Linked DNA regions of Sus scrofa: region 1 is linked to region 2. The links are chromatin contacts, called in public HiChIP or PLAC-seq maps. All regions are on one chromosome and are shown on one strand. The core of a region is the stretch at or near the end of the contact, and the rest is flanking DNA. Distances in the headings are between cores, read along the strand shown. Region 1 has its middle 7.6 kb from the start of CSE1L. Region 2 overlaps PREX1 (phosphatidylinositol 3,4,5-trisphosphate-dependent Rac exchanger 1 protein).

What was found. HiChIP or PLAC-seq counts read pairs in DNA pulled down with a chosen protein or histone mark.
Region 1: a contact with region 2 is called in an H3K27ac HiChIP or PLAC-seq map of alveolar macrophages. The contact joins two enhancer-like sites. A contact is called at or near these places in 1 of 5 promoter capture datasets (liver), 7 of 47 Hi-C or Micro-C datasets (embryonic fibroblasts, fetal heart ventricle, fetal skeletal muscle and 3 more) and 2 of 2 datasets of contacts at active chromatin or transcription factors (alveolar macrophages and skeletal muscle).

Annotation. Positions count from the first base shown.
Region 1 is chr17:50,734,861-50,739,836 of Sscrofa11.1, reverse strand. No RefSeq gene overlaps it. Among named protein-coding and RNA genes, the nearest start is that of CSE1L, 7.6 kb to the left of the region's middle. Within about 2 kb of position 2,731, at least 30 of the 83 cell types and tissues checked have an H3K27ac peak or open chromatin away from gene starts, as enhancers often do. A contact at or near this core is called in alveolar macrophages, where this site is marked.
Region 2 is chr17:50,362,362-50,366,974 of Sscrofa11.1, reverse strand. It overlaps PREX1 (phosphatidylinositol 3,4,5-trisphosphate-dependent Rac exchanger 1 protein), which reads left to right. Exons shown (of 40, transcript XM_021078040.1): 31 at 1,202-1,243; 32 at 2,245-2,462. Among named protein-coding and RNA genes, the nearest start is that of PREX1, 190 kb to the left of the region's middle. Within about 2 kb of position 1,859, at least 2 of the 83 cell types and tissues checked have an H3K27ac peak or open chromatin away from gene starts, as enhancers often do. A contact at or near this core is called in alveolar macrophages, where this site is marked.

The DNA.
Region 1 (4,976 bases), core at 1,482-3,981, 370 kb before region 2:
GGAACTCCTCCTTCTTTCTTTTTAAACAAATATGTGCATGGTGGAAAGTCCACATAGTACAAACAGCATTTGATCTTTCACTAATTAGGACATTAACTGTAGGTCATATGCTGAATATTTAGGCCCTTCATGTTCTTTATCTGATGTTCTCTGAGAGGCATGTGAGTTTCCCAGCATGTGATTCTGGCTTTGTCATCGTTAAAGGGTACTTCAGTCAGCTTTTGGTTTATATTTTGAAGCTATTATGCGGATAAAAGATTCCTGCAGTTTCTCCTTGATGACGTCTACCATGTGATAATGTGAAATATTCTTCTTTGGCCTTTTCAAAGCTCTCCTCCTCCAATTCTATCTTGTCTGATATCAATATCATTAGAACTGCTTTCTTTTCTTTCTTTTTTTCTTTTTAGGGCCGAAATTAAGACCTAAGGAAGTTCCCTGACTAGGGGTCAATCAGAGCTGCAGCTGTCAGCCTGCACCACAGCCACAGCAACCAGGGATCTGAACTGCATCAGATCCCTGTGTCACAGCTTGCAGCAATGCTGGCTCCTGAACCCCCTGAGCGAGGCCAGGGATCAAAACCGCATCCTCATGGAGGCTCGTCAGGTTCTTAATCCGCTAAGCTACAATGGGAATTCCCTGGACCTGCTTCCTTTCCAGTGACAATTTCCTGGCCATTTTCTCTGAACCCAGCTTTATCAACATGTAATTGACACATCCCTCACCGTCCCTTTATCCTTTTGGGTCAGCCTGGTTAAGAGTGTGGACTTGAGCCAGACTACACAGGTTAAGATCCCAATGCCATCCATCTGTGTGACATTGGTCAAATTACTTATAACTTGATTGCCTCATCTCTAAAATAGTATCTGGATAATAAATACTATTTTGCCTCTTAGGGTGGTTATGAGATTTAAAGGGTCAATATGTATGAAGCCCATGAAAGAGCACCTGGGAAACTAAGTGCCCAAGTGTGTTAGCTGTTGGGACCATTTGTTATGTTCAGTGGGAGTGTATTTTGAATGGCCTCCCATTGCCCCCCGCCCAGGTCCCCCTCCCATTGCTGATCCCCAGGTGGTACGACCTTAGACCTGGGCTAGCTTTTGGCCCCTTGCCTTGGCCCCTGTGCTTTAGAGGGCTCCACCCTCCAGCCACTCACTACCCACATGCCAGGTGGGTGCACTTTCCTGCTCACCAGGAACCCATGCCACCTCCTTTCAGACCACCTTCCAGTCACACAGGATCCTGGAAGTCCCCACCCTTAGGCCCTGAACCCTCTTCCAGGGTCCTTGGAAAGCTCTCGCTGTCACTTCTGAGAGCAAGTGCAAAGCAGGTGTGAACACCCCTAAGCTGGAAGTGTGATGAGGGGGCAGACGCGTGTGCAGCAGGTTTGGACGGAGCTGGACATCTGCACACACACATTCACAGCCTTGTGGTGCAGGCTGAGGCTTGAGGACGGAGGAGGAAGGCTGCAGGACAAAGGCCAATTCTCCCCCTGCTGCTCGGATCTGGCATGGAACTCTGGGGAGCCTGAGAATTCGAATTTCTATTGTCCATTTTTATTTCTTGATAATTCAACTTTTGAACCTGGACTTCCAGGTATTACAAAGATATTTACCAAAGAAGGAGGTTAGAACATTTTTTTTTTTGTCTTTTCTAGGGCCGCTTCCCACGGCATATGGGGGTTCCCAGGCTAGGGGTCAAATCAGAGCTGTAGCCACCGGCCTACACCAGAGCCACAGCAACGTGGGATCCAAACCGCGTCTGCGACCTACACCACGGGTCACGGCAACGCTGGGTCCTTAACCCACTGAGCGAGGCCAGGGATCGAACCTGCAACTTCATGGTTCCTAGTCAGATTCGTTAACCACTGCGCCACGACAGGAACTCCAAGAGCATGTTTTATTCGCAAGTTTATTAGCCTGGCATATAACTTTGAGGCTTAGTGGCTGTGAGCCCAACATTTGTATTTCTGCCCCAGAACCGGCAGATGTCAGTAGAGGGCTGTGCTCCCAGCCTTCTGGAGCCAGTGTCCCCTTGATCTACAACTGTTTGTTCCCCAGCACAGGAAGCAGCCCTTCTCGGTGTGAGACCCCTCCTTAGGGAGGGACTCAAAGGAGCATCAAAGAGGCAGTGGAGGAGGGAGATGAGGCAGGAGCTAACGGCTCTCAAGCACTGAGAGGTGATGTGGGGTAGAGGGCTCTAGAGCCAGACTGCAGGGCTTTGAATCTGTGTGGCTTTGGACAAGTTCGTTCTCCTCTCGAGCCCCATATAAAAAATGGGGTGTGATGATGATAATAAGTACCTACCTTACGGAGCTGTCCTGAGGATTAAAGGGGATGATGTGAGCAGAGCAAAATGCAAATGATCATTCTTCCTTTGATCACTGCTCTGCTGCTGGGTGCTGTCACAGAAATGACAGGGGGAAAACAGGCTGAACAATGGCTGAAATGGCAAGCGCCTATAAAATGACCAAAAGGGAAGCCTAACAGAGGGAATAAAATTCTCTTTCCCTTCTTCTTTGGTGGAGGGGAAGGGGAAGTGTGACCAGGGAATGTGGAGCCTCAAACTGGAGCCCTTTGGGCACCTTCGAGTTGCAGATTGAGCACCTTCCCCAATGTTCTCAGGGGAAGCAGGTGCCTGGGGCCAATTTCTGTCATGGCGGCTATGGAGGAGTGGGTCTTTGGGCGGCAACTTCCTCTTCAAGCTGAGCAAGGCAAATGGAGAGTGGAACTGCCAGCGGAAAGAAAGGAAATGACCAAGACAGCACAGGAAATGACCTAATATTCCTGAGTTTGTGAACCGTCCCATGATCATCCTAGAATTTCCACTTAAAAAAAAAAAAAACTAAAAAAAAAAAAAAAAAGGCTCTGCATTTTTCCTTCACTTAAATTCATTGAGTGGGGAGTTCCCTCGTGGCCTATTGGTTAAGGACTCAGTATTGTCACTGCTGTGGCGCAGACTAATGCTGTGGCTTGGGTTCAATTCCTGACCTGGGAATTTCTGCATGCTGCTAGCACAGTACTCTTCCCCGCCAAAAAAATTCATTGAGAGAATTTTGTATCTGGTACTGTGTTCCAGTGGGTGAGATTATCATAAACAAAACAGCCATGGTCACTGCCCCCATTCCAGTGGGGGAGACACAGCAAGCAGACTGCTGCAGATGGCAGTGAGCTCAGAGGAGGACATCAAAATGGGAACAAGGAGTTAGCATGTGGGTTGAAGCCAGGAGGAGGAACTGGCATGACGTGACCTAGAGAGAGGGCATTCCAGGCAGAGGAATAGCATGGGCAAAGGCCCTGAGGCAGGAACAAGTGTGGAACTCTTAAGAAGTCATGACTTAAAAAACTGAGGTAGGAGTTCCTGTTGTGGCTCAGTGGTTAACGAACCTGACTGGGAACCATGGGATTTCGGGTTCGATCCTTGGCCTTGCTCAATGGGTTAGGGATCTGGCGTTGCCCTGACCTGTGGTGTGAGTGGCAGATGTAGCTCGGATCCCGTGTTGCTATGGCTCTGGCATAGGCAGGCGGCTACAGCTCGGATTAGACCCCTAGCCCTGGAACCTCAGCATGCCACGGGAGCTGCCCTAGAAAAGGCAAAAAGACCAAAAAAAAAAAACAAAACAAAAAAAAAACACACAAAAGGCAAAAAACAAAACTGAGGTACAGTTGATTTACAGTGTTGTGTTAGTTTCAGATGTATAGCAAACTGACTCTGATCTATTTATCTATATATCTTTTTCAGATTCTTTTTCATTAGAGGTTATTATAAGATATTATATATAGTTCCCTGTGCTTTACTAGTAAGTCCTTGTTTATCTGTTTTAGAAATAGTAGTATGTATCTGGAAATCCCAAGCTCCTAAATTATCCTTCCCTCCCCCCTTTCCTCTTTGGTAATCATAAGTATGTCTACTTCTGTTTCATAAATAAGTTCATTTGTGTCATTTTTTTTAGATTCCACATACGAGTGATATATTTGTCTCTTTTTTTTTTTTTTGGTTTTTTTGTCATTTCTTGGGCTGCTCCCACAGCAGATGGAGGTTCCTAGGCTAGAGGTCAAATTGAAGCGTAGCCACTGGCCTACGCTAGAACCACAGCAATGCAGGATCTAAGCCGCGTCTGCGACCTATACCACAGCTCACGGCAATGCTGGATCCTTAACCCATTGAGCGAGGCCAGGGATCAAACCCGCAACCTCATGGTTCCTAGTCAGATTCGTTAACCACTGAGCCATGACGGGAACTCCATATTTGTCTTTCTTGACTTAGCATGATAACCTCTAGGTTCACACATGTTGCTGCAAATGGCATTATTTCATTCATTTTTTTTTTTTTTTGGTATATTCTAGGGCCCCACCCGAGGCATATATGGAGGTTCCCAGGCTAGGGGTCTAATCGGAGCTACAGCTGCCAGCCTATAGCACAGCCACAGCAACGCGGGATCCGAGCTGTGTCTGTGACTTACACCACAGCTCACGGCAATGCCGGATCCTTAACCCACTGAGCCAGGCCAGGGATTGAACTCGCAACCTCATGGTTCCTAGTCGGATTTGTTAACCGCTGAGCCACAATGGGAACTTCTATTTCATTTTTTTTTATGATTAATATTCTATTCTGTATATGTAGGCTATGTATAGAAAACATAAAAAAGTGTTTTCCTTCCAGCTTCCATGATCTGTCCACAGGCCTCTTCTATTGAATGATGCTTAGCTTTTGCTTGCTTCTCAGAAACACATAGCACTCCGGAGAAGAAAATCAATATGCCATTATTGAAGCTCAAATTCACTCAAGCCAAGAAGTTTATTAGAACACATGGGTATTTCTTGGACATAAATCAAGATAAACTCTTTAGGCAAATCTGAATTAAGGAGCCTATAGAAGCTTTATGCAAAGCTTTTGGTGTCTCTGGGAAAGATGAAAACTATTATAGAATTATTCTCAAAGGCTCAATCTTCAGTTGAGCATCAGAATAAAAAAAAATT
Region 2 (4,613 bases), core at 610-3,109:
CAGCGTTTATAATCCAAGATCCCACATAAAAGCTGTCTTTCTGGCTATTCTCGAACAATCAGAAGATCTGGTGATAACCGGCTCGCAATCCCACATTCACACTTGGCTGGAGCTGAGTGGTGGCTCCAGCTTGAGGTGGAGGAGGGGTGCCTTCCAATCCGCGTGGTTCCCACCACGCCCTGCGGCCTGGGCTCTGCATTACCTGCCTGGCCCTTGGCAGCATTTGAACCTGGAACTCCTGAGTTAGAAGGACCCAGGCCAGGGAGACATTTAACCAGGTCAGCTAGGCCATGACCCCAGGAACAGCACCCTCTGAGTAGGAGGGGACATCTTTGCTGGCCCTGAGCTGTCCTATTTTCCAAACTGCCATTGGTTAAGAGCATAGGCTCTGGAGCCAGATGGCCAGTGCTGGAACCCCAGCTCTCCCACTTATTGGCTGTGTGACCTTGGCAAGTTCCTTGACTTCTCTGTGCCTCAGTCTCTTCATGGGTTCACAAGGCTACCCCCCTCAGGGTTCTCGTGAGAATTAAATGAGCCAATGCAAAGAAGATGCTTAGCGCCCTGCCTGGCGCTGGTAAATCTCAGTGAGTGCACGTGGCTGTTGTCACCACACCCAGCCCTGCGTCTTGGCGCCTCCCCAGGACAGAATGTATTTCCAGAGGCCAAATCCAGAAGCCTTTCAGATTTTTCTTTTAAGCCCCTTCTGGGCCCAAGGGCCTTTATTTGAAGGAAGGAGACCAGGATGTGAGACCTGCATCTGGCAGGTGTGAGCTTTGTCTCCACGCGGGTAGGGCTTGGCCGTGTAGGATGTGACTACTGAGCATGCGTGTGAACGTATGTGACCTGAGTGGGCGCCCACGTGAATGTACATAGGTGTGTCAGTGTGTGCCCATGCACAGGTACAAGGTGCAGCTGGGGGGCTCTGGCCCAGGAGTTGGAGGGGTGGGTTTCAGTCCCCGTTTGGCGGGTGTATGTAAACAGGTGGGGTGCAGCTCACAGTTGAGCTTCCATCCCCCGAGGTCTGGGGGTTTCTGGAATCCGCCCAACGTCAATCAAAGCTTCTTGAGCATGACTGTGTGTACCCACTGTCACCACTGAGGAGTCAGAGCCCGAGGGCTGTGGGGAGGGCCCAGCTCTGTTCCCTCCTGCTCACCGCTCACTGCTCTCATCCCATCTCCCTTCTCGGTCCTTCTCCTTCCAGATGGAAAGAACCAGCTGCTCCTGGCCTTGCTGAAATGCACAGGTGAGGGCTTTTGGAAGGGCACCTGTGGTGTGCACCCACTCACGGCTGCTGGCTCTCATGACTGCAGCCCAGGGAGGCCTCTGCTGGCCAAGGTTGACCTTCCTGAGGTCATTGGGGCCTGCACGGGGGAGGCAACACGGTGGCCTCTTGCTCCTCCAAGAACTCCTTAGACCTCACTTCTTCCCCTTGTGTCCAGGGGACCAGTCTCAGGGTCCCGGAGCCAGCAGCAATGTCTCTTGCCGCCTCCCAGGCCTTGGCGATCGGGACGGGGACACGGGATAGTGCACCCTTGATTAGGGAGGCTCTTCCCTCAGCTGGGGGCTTCCTCCCCAGCAGACAGAGGGGAGCAGGGGGGTTCATGGTGGGCGAGGACAGTCTTGGAACATTGGAGGTGTTTTCAGACCCTCCTTTCCTTCCAGAAGTTCTCAGACAAGCAGCAGCTAGAATAGGATTGAGGTCAGAATCGTCTGAAAACCCATGGCCAGATTCAGTCATTGAAAATAATCCCTTCCAGGAGGTTGGGACCCTGAATGACTGCCCCCAGTTGGCCAGTCCTGGAAATCATGTCACGAGCAGGCGGCAGGGAAGTGGGGGTGGAGGGCATGACGGGAAGAAGACGTAGTTGTCAAAATAGAGGAAGCGGTAAACTGCATTTCCTAAAACATGGAGCTTGGCATCACTGTCATTCTCAGGCAAGGCCGAGAAATTTCCTAACAAATGGAGAAACAGCTGAGGGTCAGGGTTTGGGGAGAGCCTTTGGAAAATTACAAGTTTTTTTTTTTTTTTTTAAATAGGCAGACGGGTCATTCAGAGTTGAGTTTCTTAGCAAATTGGCTTGATTTTGGAGAGTTGATGTTTATGGAATTGGCCTTGGGGCCTGGGATGAATTAATTTTGGCAGGTTGGCCCCAGAGAGGTGGTTGGGTCTGGGAAAGGGGGCGTTTCTGGGCCCTGAGGTCACAGGAGCCCTGCCCGGCGGGGTCCTGCCCCCTCTGCCCACAGACACAGAGCTGCAGCTGCGAAGGGACAGCATCTTCTGCCAGGCCCTGGTGGCCGCCGTGTGTACCTTCTCTGAGCAGCTGCTGGCAGCCCTGAGCTACCGCTACAACAACAACGGCGAGTACGAGGAGAGCGGCCGGGACGCCAGCCGCAAGTGGCTGGAGCAGGTGGCGGCCACCGGTGTCCTCCTGCACTGCCAGTCCCTGCTCTCGCCAGCCGTGGTGAGTAGGGGAGGGGGCGGGCTTGCTCACCCAGTTCATTCATTCAGCAGTTATTTATCCAGCGCCACTGTTACAGGCCCTGGGGACCCAACAAGGGACAAAACAGAGAGGTTTTGTAGGTGGTCTTATATCCTAGTTTTGGGAGGCAGACATAAGCAAGTGAGGAAGAGGAATGGTATAGACCAGTGGTTGTTACCAGGACAGTTTTACCCCTGGGGACACTCAGCAGTGTCTGGGGGCATTTTGGGTTGTCACAACTACGGGAAGGGGTCGGGGGCTACTGGTGTCTGGTGTGTAGAGCCAAGAATGCTGCTAAACCCCCTGCAGCACACAGGATGCTCAGCCCGCCCCCCAGCACAGTTACCTGCCCCAGGTGTCAAGAGTGCTGCAGTTGAGAAACCCTCATACTTAGTGATAAGGGGAAAAATTAAGCTGGGAAGAGAATGAGAAGGTCTGGGGTGGTGGCAGTTGAAAGTTTCCATAAGGCAGCCAGTGAGGGCCTCCCTGAGAAGGTGACATCTGACCTAAGTGCAGGAGGGGAGGGCTGAGCCAGGAGGACACAGGGGAGGAGCCTTCCAGGCAGAGCAGCAGCTGCAAAGGCCCTGAGGCAGGAACTTGCACACAGTGTTTGGGACACAGTGAGGTGCCCATTGTGGCTGCAACAGAGCCAGGGGAGGGGAGGAGGGAGGGGAGTCCTCACTGGGGTCTGACTGTGCGGGTCTCACCGGCTGTGGTTGGAGTTTGGCCGTTACTCTGAGTGGGTGGGAGCCGGGGCAGGTTTTGAGCAGAGGAGGTCCAGGATCTGACTTTGACACTTAAAGGATCCTGCAGGCTGTGACGTGGGGAAGCTGGGAGGCCAGTGAGCAGGCTTCTGTGATCATCCAGGTGTACTTCCTCGGTGCCTATAGCATCTCGTGGAGTCCTCGAAGTGGCCCCAAGGCAGGTGCTTACCACCTGCGCAGTTTTTAAGGATGAGAACACTGAGGCCCAGGGAGCCAGGTGTGCCCCTAGGCCCAGTGCCCCTAGGCTGCCCTGCTTTCTCTGCATCTCCTCTTTTGCTCCGAGTGCCCTACCTGTTCAGGGCTCAGAATCAGGATGGGTCCCTTTGGGCCCTGCGCTTTCTAGGCACTGCTACCCAGAGCCAGTGCCCCCCACAAATACAGCCAGCAGCAGTGTTTGCTCTGTGCTTTTTGCCTTGCCACCGTGTGCCCAGGCCTGAGCTTCCCGCACCTCTGCAGCCCTGAGCCTCTTGGAACAGGCTGGGCCGGGCTGGAAGCCATAGCTGCGGGCAGGTGGGGACAGTGTGCCCTTGGTGCAGCCTCTGCTGGCTGATGTTGCAGATGGGCACCTGCCTGGTGGAGACCCCCCCCCCCCCGTCACTTGGTTCGTGGAAGCCCCAGCCCTCACTTCCCCCTTCTCAGATGAGGATACTGGGCCCAGTGTGTTAATTCACCGACTCCAGGATGTGCGGGCCCTGAGCTGGGTGCGGGGGCTGAAGCTGACTTCCTTGTTGGGGGAAGAGGGAGGAAAGCTGGAAAGAAGGGAGGTTGTGCAGAAGATTTAGAGGCTGATGGGGTGTCTTTGGATTTAAATGGTCAGAGATGGCTTCTCTGAGGGGGTGACAGAGAGGCAGCTTCGAAGCTGAGACCTGAGTACAAAGACCATTAGCTTGGTAAATGGTCTGAGGAAGAGTGTGCCAGGCAGAGGGAACAGCGCGTGCAGAGGTCCTGAGCAGAGGCCAGCATGGCTGGAGGGGAGCAGGCCCGGGGGTCAGGGCTACATCTGCAGGGCCTGGGACTTGATTCTGGGCGCAGAGGCGGGTAGTGGTTCAGAGGCTTTGAGGCAGGTGAGTAATAGCATTTGAGGTAAGTTTTTAAAAGATAACTTGTTAGTCCCAGAGGACCCCTGGCAGTCTGTCCCGGGCTGCCCCGCTCCCTCTGCATCTCTGGTTTTGTCCCTGCCACCCTTGGTGAGTGGGGTGGAGGGTGGCGATGCACTGTGAATAGGGTCGGGGAGGGAGAAGTCGAGAAGCCCTTGCAGGGTGGGGGCCTGGGCAGCTGAGACGGGGCTGCCGGGGTAGGTAGAGGACAAAGACGGGGGCATTTATCTGGGCCCGGTAGGTTTGAATGGTTCAGCAGGGTTGGCAGGATG